Regions from separate parts of the Sus scrofa genome. Here region 1 is linked to region 2. Evidence: chromatin contacts called from public Hi-C data. All regions are on one chromosome and are shown on one strand. The core of a region is the stretch at or near the end of the contact, and the rest is flanking DNA. Distances in the headings are between cores, read along the strand shown. Region 1 holds the start of SYT2 (synaptotagmin-2). Region 2 holds the start of UBE2T (ubiquitin-conjugating enzyme E2 T).

The links. Hi-C and Micro-C count contacts between places; a contact is called where the count stands out from the background.
Region 1: a contact with region 2 is called in a Hi-C map of embryonic fibroblasts, with 2.0 times the contacts expected there. The contact joins the promoter of SYT2 here to the promoter of UBE2T in region 2. A contact is called at or near these places in 1 of 5 promoter capture datasets (liver) and 2 of 47 Hi-C or Micro-C datasets (embryonic fibroblasts and heart right ventricle).

What each region holds. Positions count from the first base shown.
Region 1 is chr10:24,725,680-24,731,126 of Sscrofa11.1, reverse strand. It overlaps SYT2 (synaptotagmin-2), which reads left to right and starts at 3,929. Exons shown (of 9, transcript XM_021064565.1): 1 at 3,929-4,129.
Region 2 is chr10:24,456,979-24,462,086 of Sscrofa11.1, reverse strand. It overlaps UBE2T (ubiquitin-conjugating enzyme E2 T), which reads left to right and starts at 3,002. Exons shown (of 6, transcript XM_021064545.1): 1 at 3,002-3,080; 2 at 4,445-4,752. The coding sequence starts at 4,542.

The DNA.
Region 1 (5,447 bases), core at 2,680-5,179, 270 kb before region 2:
TTTTTTAAATCTTTATTGGAGTTCCTGTTGTGGCTCAGCAGAAACGAACCTGACTAGTAGCCATGAGGATGCAGGTTTGCAGGTTTGATCCCTGGCCTTACTCAAGTCGGTTAAGGATCCACCGTTGCCAGGACCCCTAGCCTGGGAATCTCCATATGCCATTGGTGTGGCCCTAAAAAAATAAAAAATAAAAAAAATTATTGTTTTTTTTCATTGCATAGGGAATAAATAATTGTAGTTCACTTAGCTTCCTGGGGGAATTGGCCTTCACTGGCTCTTTAGAGACCAGGTTTAAAATTTTAATTAGGCTGTCATGGCTCAGAGGAAACGAATCTGACTAGTATCCATGAAGATTCGGGTTCAATCTCTGGCCTTGCTCAGTGAGTTAAGGATCCGGCGTTGCTGTGAGTCGCAGACACAGCTCAGATCTGGGGGCTAGCTATGGTGCAGGCCAGCAGCTATAGCTCTGATTCAACCCCTTGCCTGGGAACTTCCATATACTGTGGGTCGCTTTAAAAAGCAAAAAACAGAAAATGAAAAAACCCAAAAAAACCTAGGGTGTAATTGCATGCTATTTAACTTAATTCATGTTTTATTTTTTTGACACCATCTAATGAGTTAATGTCCTGTGTATTAAAAACATTTTTAGGTCATCTAAAAGTTAAGTAGACTTCAGTATGGAACATGTTAATGTAAATAAATTCAAAACACATTTAAGCTTGGTATGTCTACAAAAAAGGCTATGAAGTCCTGAGCGGCAGGGATTACACAGAAGCTTTATTTATTATTATTGTTATTTTTTAAGAGCTGCACCTGTGGCATATGGCAGTTCCCAGGCTACGGGTTCAATTGAAGCTGCATCTGCTGGCCTATGTCATAGCCACAGCAATATGGGATCTGAGCCATATCTGCAACCTACGCCACAGTTTTCAGCAATGCAGAATCCTTAACTCACTACGTGAGGCCAGGGATCGAACCTGCATCCTCATGGATACTAGTCAGGTTCTTAACCTGCCGAGCCACAGCGGGAACTCCAAGAAGTCTTAAAAGCATTAACTCTCTCCAGCAGGAAAGCAGATATGCTTCAGGGAGAGCTCTGCTGTGGTTTGCTGAATTTTCTGAACCGTGCAAACTGCTCTAGGGAAGGACAGGGTGTGTGTGTTGGGGGGTTGGACTGCAGCTTTAGGAGCGTATATTTGTGTTTGGCAGGGTGTAAGGAGAAAGCAGGACCCAGGAGCTGGCGGGGCCCTCTGGCTCTGTTCTATTGCTCTAATGACAACAGCAGAGCTCTGAAAGCGTTAGGAGGACAAAGGCATCGCCAGAGCAGAAGGGGGAAACAACCCAAATATTGGGAAGTTCCAGTGCCAGTAGACTGAGAGAGAAGATGTACAGACATGGGGTGGTTTAAGCAGCCCCGCAGCCAGTGGGGTGGGTGCATGGTGTCTGGATCCAGGGAGAGCTGTGATGGGAGGATGCTGCCATGCCCTCTGCTCTCTCTCCTACCTGGGAACAACCAGGACTGAAACAACAGGAAGCACTATTCCACAGAAAGGGGTGAAGATGCGTAAACAGGGGCTATAGGCTTTTTTTTTTTTTTTTTCTTCCCCTGGAGAACTCTCAGAATTAGGCATGCACACACACATACACACAATGGTCCAAATGATACACAGAGGCAGAGGGATTGCCCTGATGGCGATGGCCTAGTTGAGCAGCAGTTCAGAGAGGGTGGTCTGGAAGGACCACTGCTCATCTTTCAAAGGATACACAGTTGAAAAGAAAAACATCTAATAGGTGGGGTCCTTTCCATTTCCAGCTCCTGAGCCTGGGGAGATGGGCACGAGGGGCATTGAGCTCCTGATGAGGTTGTAATCCACGCTACTGGTTCTGATGAATGAAATGAACATTAAGGCTGAAGCTAGAGCCACTATGTTTTTCTTTAACCAAACTGCAGCCTTAACTCTAAATAGTCTGGGAAGCAAGCTAGCTTCTGCCCCTGGGTTCCCAGGCTTGCTAGGAGAAGCGAGGCCAGCAGGTGATAAGGGCTTTTGACTGGAGTGGTGGGTGGCGAGGTGGCCCAGTTAGCCTGACTGGGTTCTGTGCCAGGAGACTGCAGCCCGCTCTCTGGCCTGCATCCTGCAGATTCACTGTCAGCAGGGAGGGGTGACCTGAGCCCTTTGCATGAAGCAGCAGGTCCTGAGAAGCCCGATGACCATTGTCAGCTTGATTCTCTCCTGCATGGTAATAGATTCAGATTCAGCTCCTCCCGGGTCCTCTGCCCCTTGCCCAGGCTGCTCTGCGGGTGAGTAGGGGTGACCTCCTACAGGTTCAGTCCCATTTAGGATTCCCCCACTCCAATCACCTTGAGGTAAGCTGGCTGGATGTCTCCAGCGTTTCCCTGGGTGGTAGCTAAGTGATCTGGAAAAGCACTGCATCTCTCCCCATCTCCCCCCGCCAAAGCCGCAAATCTTACTTTGTCTTTGCTTCCCCTCCTTTTGCATTTTCCCTCTTTGGCAGGTCAGGGCATCCCGGCAGGAGTCTTTCCCAGCATCCACGGGAGGGAGGCAGGAGCTGCAGTCCTGTTATAATCTTGACTCCAAAAGGGTTTGTGAATATTCAAATTGTGCTGCCAGGAACTCTGGGTGGCCTGTCCCTCCTCCCACTGCCCTAGCAGCTTCTGGGTGGGTTAGGAAGGGAGGGAGAGCTCCACTTGGTATTTGCCATCCCTGCCCCTTGGATGCCACAACTAACTCTGGCTCCTTGGCCAAAGTCCCATTCGGAGGCTGTTTCCTCCCTGCAAACTGCCCTCATACCCACCTTAAAGGGCTGTCCCAAGCATTAAGAGACTAGCATGTGTGGAAACCTTTGTCATGTAATATGCTCATCTCCACTCCTTCCAGACCCTCTTCCTTCCCCGCAACCTCCCTGTCCCTCTCCCACGCCCCCATCCTGTTCTCTCACTTGCCATAGGCACCTTTAACTCTCCCGAAGATCCTCCTCTTCCTCACCAACCCTTTAGGCTCAGAAACCCCTTCCTCCAGGTGACAACTACAGGTAGAAGTGGCCTTGCGAAGAGGAGAAAGAAGAGGAGGAGAGGGACTCAGAGATCCCAAAGGGACTCAGAAATCCCAAAATAGCCCTAAGCTGCGGTGAGTTTAGGAGTTTGGGGAGAAGGAGGTGGCTCAAGAGACACAGCCCATCTCGAGCGGGGATTATGAGACTCGGGAGACCTGGTTCCCAGTCCGACTCTTCCGGACCCTGAGCTGCAGCCGTGACCTTGAGCAGGAGGGAGGGGGCGCTGAGAGCCCAAAGGGGCTCTGCGAAGAGGACTCGGGCGCTCGCAAGGCAGGCCCGCCCCCTGCAGTCCCGCTGGCCCGCCCCATTCCTCCTCTCTCCCCGGTCCCTGCCCTCTCCTCCCCAGTCACCTCCCTCTCCTCTCCCAGCCTCTCCAACTCCTCGTGGACTCCGCCCCTCCACCCAGTCCCCGCCCCCTCCCTCCCCCTCCCTCCATTCTGTCCCTTCTCCTGGACCTCTCCCCTTCCTCTCGGTCCCCTCCTGTTCTTCCCAGGCCCCGCCCCCTCCTTCCAGGTCTCCACCTCCTCCCGCGCCCCCACCCCCCGCGCCTCTCGGTCCCCTCGCCCTCCTCATGGACCCCGCCTCCTCCTCCAGGGCACCCCCACCCCACCAGTCCCCGCCCCCCTGGACCCCTCCCCCTCGCCCCGGGCCGCTTCCTCATCCCCTCGACCCCCGCCCCCTTCTCCTGCCCCGCGACCTCCTCCAGGGTCTCCTCCTCCTCCCCGGGTCCCCTCCCCCTCTTCCTGGGCGCCCCTCCTCCCGGGTCCCCTCCCCGACCCGCCCCTCTCCCGGTCCCCTCCCCTCTCCTGGTCCCCGCCCTCCTCTGGTCCCGCCCCCAGCCTCCTCCCCGCACTGCAGCGCGCGCCCCGGGTCGCGCGCCTCCCTCGCCGCGGCGCAGGCTGCAAGCTCAGCAAGTCTTGCGGTATAGACGCACCGGCCGAGTTGGGGGCCGGGGCGCAGCGGGACTCCGGGCCGAGAGCGGACGCCCCCTCGGCCGTCGCCTGCAGCCTGCAGTCCCTTACTTCGGAGACCCGGTCTCTCCTGGCCGGCCGCCCCGGTGAGTTGTACCACCGTCGTGGGAGGCACCGACCTCCTCCAAAGTTTCTACTACTGAGCCGAGGGGTTTCGAGGAGGGGTCTGGCTCCCGGGGATGCGTGGGGTCGGGAAACTTTGAGGCCAAGAGGGGGGCCGGGCGCCCGCACCGTCCTTCGGGGAGAGCTTGGACGCGACCAGATGAGGCTTCGTTTTGGGGAGCTGGACTCGAGCGGCGACGAGCCGGCTGCTCTGCGGGTTTGGGGCGGGAGGAGGGAGCAGGTTTCCGCGCTGGATCCCCCGGGACGAGCTGCAGAGCTGAGGGGCAGGCCGACATCCCCCGAGCCCCGAGGCTCGGCGCCCCCGCCCCTCTTCCCGCGTCTCGCCCGCGGCTGCCCGCTTGGTCTCCAACCGAGAATCTTTTGCCCCGCCTCAAGGCTTGGAGACCCCCGACCCCGCCGACGTAGCGGGGAGGGGGGAATCCTGGAGCTCCCGGAGGCAGAGACCCTGGTCCAGGGGGGCGGCGGGGAGACAAACTACGAGGATTAACTGGAAGTGAGGATCTGGAGGAACTGGGACAGGGACGCGAGGGGGACACCCTGCGCCTCTCTCCGAATCTCATGACTCAGCACACCTAGGACGTCCTGCCGCTGCTGCAGCCCTCCTCCGTCGCTGGGCCCCCAGACCCAGGAACTGGAGACAGCCCCGCCCGCGTCTGGGACTCTCGTTTCCCTCTTCCTTTGGGGTCCCGCCTTCCCTGACTCTGTTCCCTCCCTGGCTCACAGCACAGGGTTGTTATTTTTTAACCAAGAGGATAGATAATTTTTCCTTTCTCCTTCCCCCTTTTCATCCCCACATTCTACAGGTACCTCCAGGACACCCCCAGCCTGGGGTATTGTAGGGGGCGCCGCCAAAGCCCAGCTCTCCCTCTGCAGCAACCTCCCCCATAGCGTGTGCTCACTGTTTTCTCCTGTGGTGGCCGAGAGATAAAGGAGTCCAAGGCCAGAGGAGGAGGGGGGCCCAGGAGCGGGCACTGCAGTGGGGAGAGAGGGCTGCCCAGATGGGAGTGGGCTGGGTCAGAGGACAAGGAAGTCCTTAGCATCTGGGAGTTCCCATAAAGCAGGGGGGTGGGCTAGGATCTGACCTGGAGAGCAGGAGGGTGCCTCCCACCCCCCACTGCTGTCTTGAGGGGAGCCTCCCGCAAGTCATAGATGGTCCTCAACTCATCCATCCAACTCAGTACCTGGGCGCTTCATCAGAGGGTGTGACCACGAGGGGCAGGGCTGCCCTAATCCTTCCCAGTCATTCCCCCTGCTTAGGTCTGAGTCCAGCCCCCACCCTTC
Region 2 (5,108 bases), core at 1,753-4,252:
TGATGAGCCACAAGGGGAACACCAATAATGTTACATTTCTCTCAGCTGTATTCTTTTCACATTCAGTATCAGGAAAGAATAAATATCTGCCTTCCCTTGTGTAAGTAAGCTAAAATTAGCCAAGTCTAAGTTAAATCTTTACTATCCCAAGAGGTATGAACTTGAATTTCAATAGGAAAAATTCAGTCTCAATACTGGGAAGTTCCAGTGAGCACTGGAACTATCTATTTTACTGTATCTATTTTACTTGTGTTTTTCCTGAGGTAGTAAGAATGTGTTACACTCTCTGGAGATTTTAAAGAAAAATGTAAGTAGCTAAATTCCATGGATAATTAAAAGGCATGTATCTTCCAGCTATGTGATTACAGAAAGCAGTGATAATTATTATAATCTAAATAATTTAACTAGCTCAGCCCCCCACAAAAGGCCACAAGAAATAAAACATAATCAATCTGGGCATGATGACTTGAAAGTTTTTTGCAATTAAAATCATCTAAGTTCTTTTTCTGAAACATCTTCCCCCAACCAGGGCTGAGTATAAACTTATACAATAAACTTATATGATTGTTTACTATCAGTAAACAAACATGATAGTTTGGATTTCCTAAATATTCTAAAGAAAATAATATTTTATGTACCAGTGGATAAATCCCGACAATCCTGTGTATTAAAAAAAAAAAAAAACAACAGGAGTTCCTGTTGTGGCACAGTGGAAATGAATCTGGCTAGTATCCATGAGGACATGGGTTTGATCCCTGCCTTCATTCAGTGGGTTAAGGATCTGGTGTTTCCATGAGCTGTGGTGTAAGTCAAAGATGTGGCTTGGATCCTGAGTGGCTGTGGCTGGCAGCTGCGTCTCCTATTCAACCCCTAGCTGGGAACTTCCATATGGTGGGGGTGTGGCCCTAAAAAGCAAAAAAAAAAAAAAAAAGGAAATCCCCCCCCACAATTTTTGTACTTTTTCCCCGTTTTTGGCCACCCCATGGCATATGGAGTTCTCAGGCCAGGTATCAGATGCAACCTACACTGCTTCCTTTAGCCCACTGTGCCAGGCCGAGATCAAACCTGCTTCCTGGTGCTGCAGATACACTGCCAATCCCATTGTGCCACAGTGGGAACTCCACCTTTGTCCTTATTCTTTTTAGTTTTATTAAGATGTAATTGACATAACAGCACTATGTTTAAGGTATGCAGCATAATGATTTGACTTACATACATCATGAGATGCTTACTACAAAGGTGTGGTCAACATCCATCATCTCATATAGATACAAAATAAAAGAAAAAAATATTTTGTGATGAGAACTCCTAGGATTTACCCTCTTTCTTACAGAACATACAGCATCATATTGGTCATAACATCCCTAGTACTTATCTTATAGCTGGAAGTTTGTCCCTCCTGACCATTCACCCAATTCCCTTGCCTCTGCTAACCACAAATCTGATCTCTTTTTCTATAAGTTTGTTCGTTGAAGCATGTTAACCTACGAACTTTGTTAGTTCCCGCTGCCCAACATAGTGATTTGGTGTTTTTATACATTACAAAACGATTGCTGTAATTTTTGTACTTTGAAATGTGCTAAGTGACCCAGCTAGAATGCACATACATTCTTGCATAAAGTGAGGAAACTTTTATTAAATAATACTTTCCCGTACACTTCAAAAATAAACTACAAATCAGAATACTCTGGTTTTTAAAGCAATGACACTGGTACACACAGGTTATGAAAATCAGCGTGGCCTCTGTTCTCACCAGTTAACATACCTCCCTCTGGTGGACACATGGAAGCTGTACATTTACCCCCTAGAATTCTTTTTCTTTTACTTTTCTTCCTTCCTTCTTTCCTTCCTTCCTTCTCCCTCCCTCCCTCCTTCCTTCCTTTTATCCAATTCTTTCTGTTGCCAAAACTACAGGTATTGACTTGTTTTATCATATCATCTCTCCTTTCCACCAGACTCAACATAGCTCCTGGTTTTTCTAAAAGATATTTTAGAGACTTGATTTTCAGGGAGTTCCCACTGTGGCACAGTTGGCTTAATGACCCGGGTTGTCTCTGTGGAGGCTCAGGTTTGATTCCTGGCCCAGCGCAGTGCGTTGAGGATCCCGAGTTGCTGCGGCCGTGGTGTGGGTCACAAGCTCCAGCTCACATTTGATCCCTGGCCTGAGAATTCCAAATGCCGCTGGTGAGGACGAAAAAGAATAAAAGACTCGATTTTCAGAAAACCACCCAAGAAAACAATCAATTTCAGCTCGGAGGACAGAACTGTAACTGTAATAAAATTATAATACAACCACAGTTACAATCGGGGTGGAAACAGTGAAGGGATTACGACAGAAAACACCTCCCTACAATGAGGCAACGCTAACAGTAAAGGGAAAACCCCAACAGCTAACGGGAGACTAGATTGGACAGCACCGGGTAGTACCGTGGACGGTCTCGGGGGTGGGGGGCCGTGGGTCTCCGGCGGAGAGAGGGCGGCCGCAAGGAACCAGGGGGCTACTTAACACCGATTTGGGCGGAACGCAGAAATTTCGGCAGCTGTCAGAGCAGCGGTCAAACTGCACTGGCTCGCACGTTTAGGAAGACTGGCAGCTCTCCCGCAGCCGGAGCAGGAAGCGAAGGCGGGTGTGGTCTCCAGCCCGCCGTGGCGTCCGAGCACCGCGCAAGGTCCCCGCGCCCAGAGTCGGAACCCGGCCCGGAATCCCCGCGCTTCTCGGGCTCCGGGGAATCCCCAGAGCGCCGTCCGCGGGTCTGACCCTACGGCGAGGAACCTCGCTTGCAGTTCCTTCTCCTGACCAGTTACTCCCACGGAGCTTCTGGAAGCGATGTGCAATCCTTACCCCTGCGACCCACTGAACCCGACTGGAAACCGCAGCCACCGCCCCGCGCTCTGGTTCAAAACGGGTGGGCGGACGCCGCTCGGAGGCCGGCCAATCGGAGGCCGCACTCCTCCCCGGGCGGCGCTCCGGACCAATCACAACCCTCGCCGGCCGGAGGAGGGGAGACGCAACCCTCGGGCTCGCGCAGGCGCTGTGCAGGCTGGTTGGCGCCGCTGCGCTGCGAGGGAGATCCGCGCAGGTAAGAGCGGGTCGGTGGGCTTCTCGGCTTAGAGGTTACTGGCTGGCGGGGGCGGCGGCGGCGGCAGGGTCTTTCTGCCCAGCGAGGAAGTATCATCTCCCGCGAGCGGCTGTGTGGCGGAGCATGTGGTTGTCTTGACAGCCCCGTTGGCACACGCCTCCGGCAGCCCCCTACCTGAGTGTCCCCCTTCCCAGACATTCCCCTTCCTCCCACCCGGGCGTCCCCCCACCCCCCGTCCCCGACATTCCCCTGCTCTCCCCGCCGCGTCCCGCTCCCGGTGCAGAGCAGCTGCCGGGGTAGATTACAACTCACAGCAAGTTTGTGGAAACAGAGAGCTGGGCCTTGCGGTAGGAGTGAGGGGCTAGGCTGCATTCCTAGAGGAGGGGTGACGTGTGTATACGTCTACAGACTGTGGGCCTCAGAGAGAAGTCGGTGTGGCAGAAGCAAACGTTTATGGGGAGGAGTACTGGCCATGAGGCTGGAAATGTGGGTTGGGCCTAGATGGTAAGGAACTTGAAATGCCCACAAAATAGTGATGGATGGTTTTGAGCCAAGGAGTGCCACGTACTAATTTGTGTTAATGTGGTGAACCTGGGGTCTGGTTCTCCTTTAGAGAAATTGTCTTATTTGTTCTCACCCTATTACAGTCCCTTTACTATGCCTTTCCACTGCGTTCACATTTTATGCGAAGGTAGACTTTACCACTTGGGCATATTTGTCTCTGTCATCGATTCCCAGCATCTGCTTACTGAGAAAAGAAGGAATTTTTGTATGAAAGGTATGCTTAAGTACCCAGTGAAGTAACTGGATCCAAGAGAAGGTGGTTTAAAGGTGTGGCTAAAGAAATTTGGAAGTAGTTTAAAGAATAATTTGCGTGAAAGACCGTTGTAGTGTAATTGATTCTATTTAACGTATTAATTTGCTTGTGTTATTACTACTATTTAAATATTTCCAAGCGTGCGTGCATGTTGATTGCGGAGGACCACTTTGTCTTTGCAGTGCAGTTCAGGAGGGTACAAAGACCCAACACATACACGTCCTTGTGTTCAGGATAGCTGCCTGAGGTTAAGTTCATAATTATCATGAATTACACTGTCCAACTAAGTACAGTCTATACCCACCAGGTGATCTTTGCTTATTAGTACCTATAATTAGTACCGGACGGTTGGTTCACTTCTGTGCTGGGTGCACTGAGGCCCCAGCAGTGAGCAAAACTGGGCCCAGGCCCGCCCCCCCCGGGGGGGGGCGGGGAGATTGTCATTCATCCGTGGAGACAGATGTTAATTTAAAGCATGTAGCACTTTTCTCTGTAGAACTTGTTGCACATTTCAGACTTTAGTTTAAAAATGTGTTTGCTTGCATAGGTAACGACAAGGAAATGGAAAAAGTGGACTCCCTGCTTGGAACAGAGATTAACAGGGGGGCTTCCTTTGTCCTTCACTAAACGGAAAGCAGAGTCCTATGCTAAAGCGGAGTCCCTGTCACCCGAGCCTGGTGCCTGGAGCCATCTGTGTGGCCATCTTGCCCAGCAAGCCTGACAGCCAGCCCTCCCTCGTGCCTGCCATGCAGAGAGCGTCCCGTCTGAAGAGAGAGCTAACCCTGCTGGCCACAGAGCCGCCCCCAGGCATTACATGCTGGCAGGACGGGGACCGAATGGATGACCTGCGTGCTCGTAGGTGTCACACCCTGGGGAAAACCTGGTGGAGATGTGTGTGTGACAGCATGGTCACCTTCCACCCTAATTTGTTCACTTGTGCATGAGGTTTTCATGACATTTCTTCTTTGGCCTTTTATTACATCTTTTGCTGATTTGCAGCCAGGATTTGGGTAGAATGCTGCAGTCCACACGGCAGGTCTGCGGGTTGTATTCGCTCAGCAGCCAGCATTGTGCGCCTTCTGTTCTGATCTGTGTGGTCTGTGTGGGGTGCTGGCACGCCGCAGGACTTGTGAAGCTGAGAGAGCGAGCGTCCCAGACACGGCTTCTCCGTTAGGGCCACAGGCTTTGTTAGGTCCCTGTGGTGCCCTGAC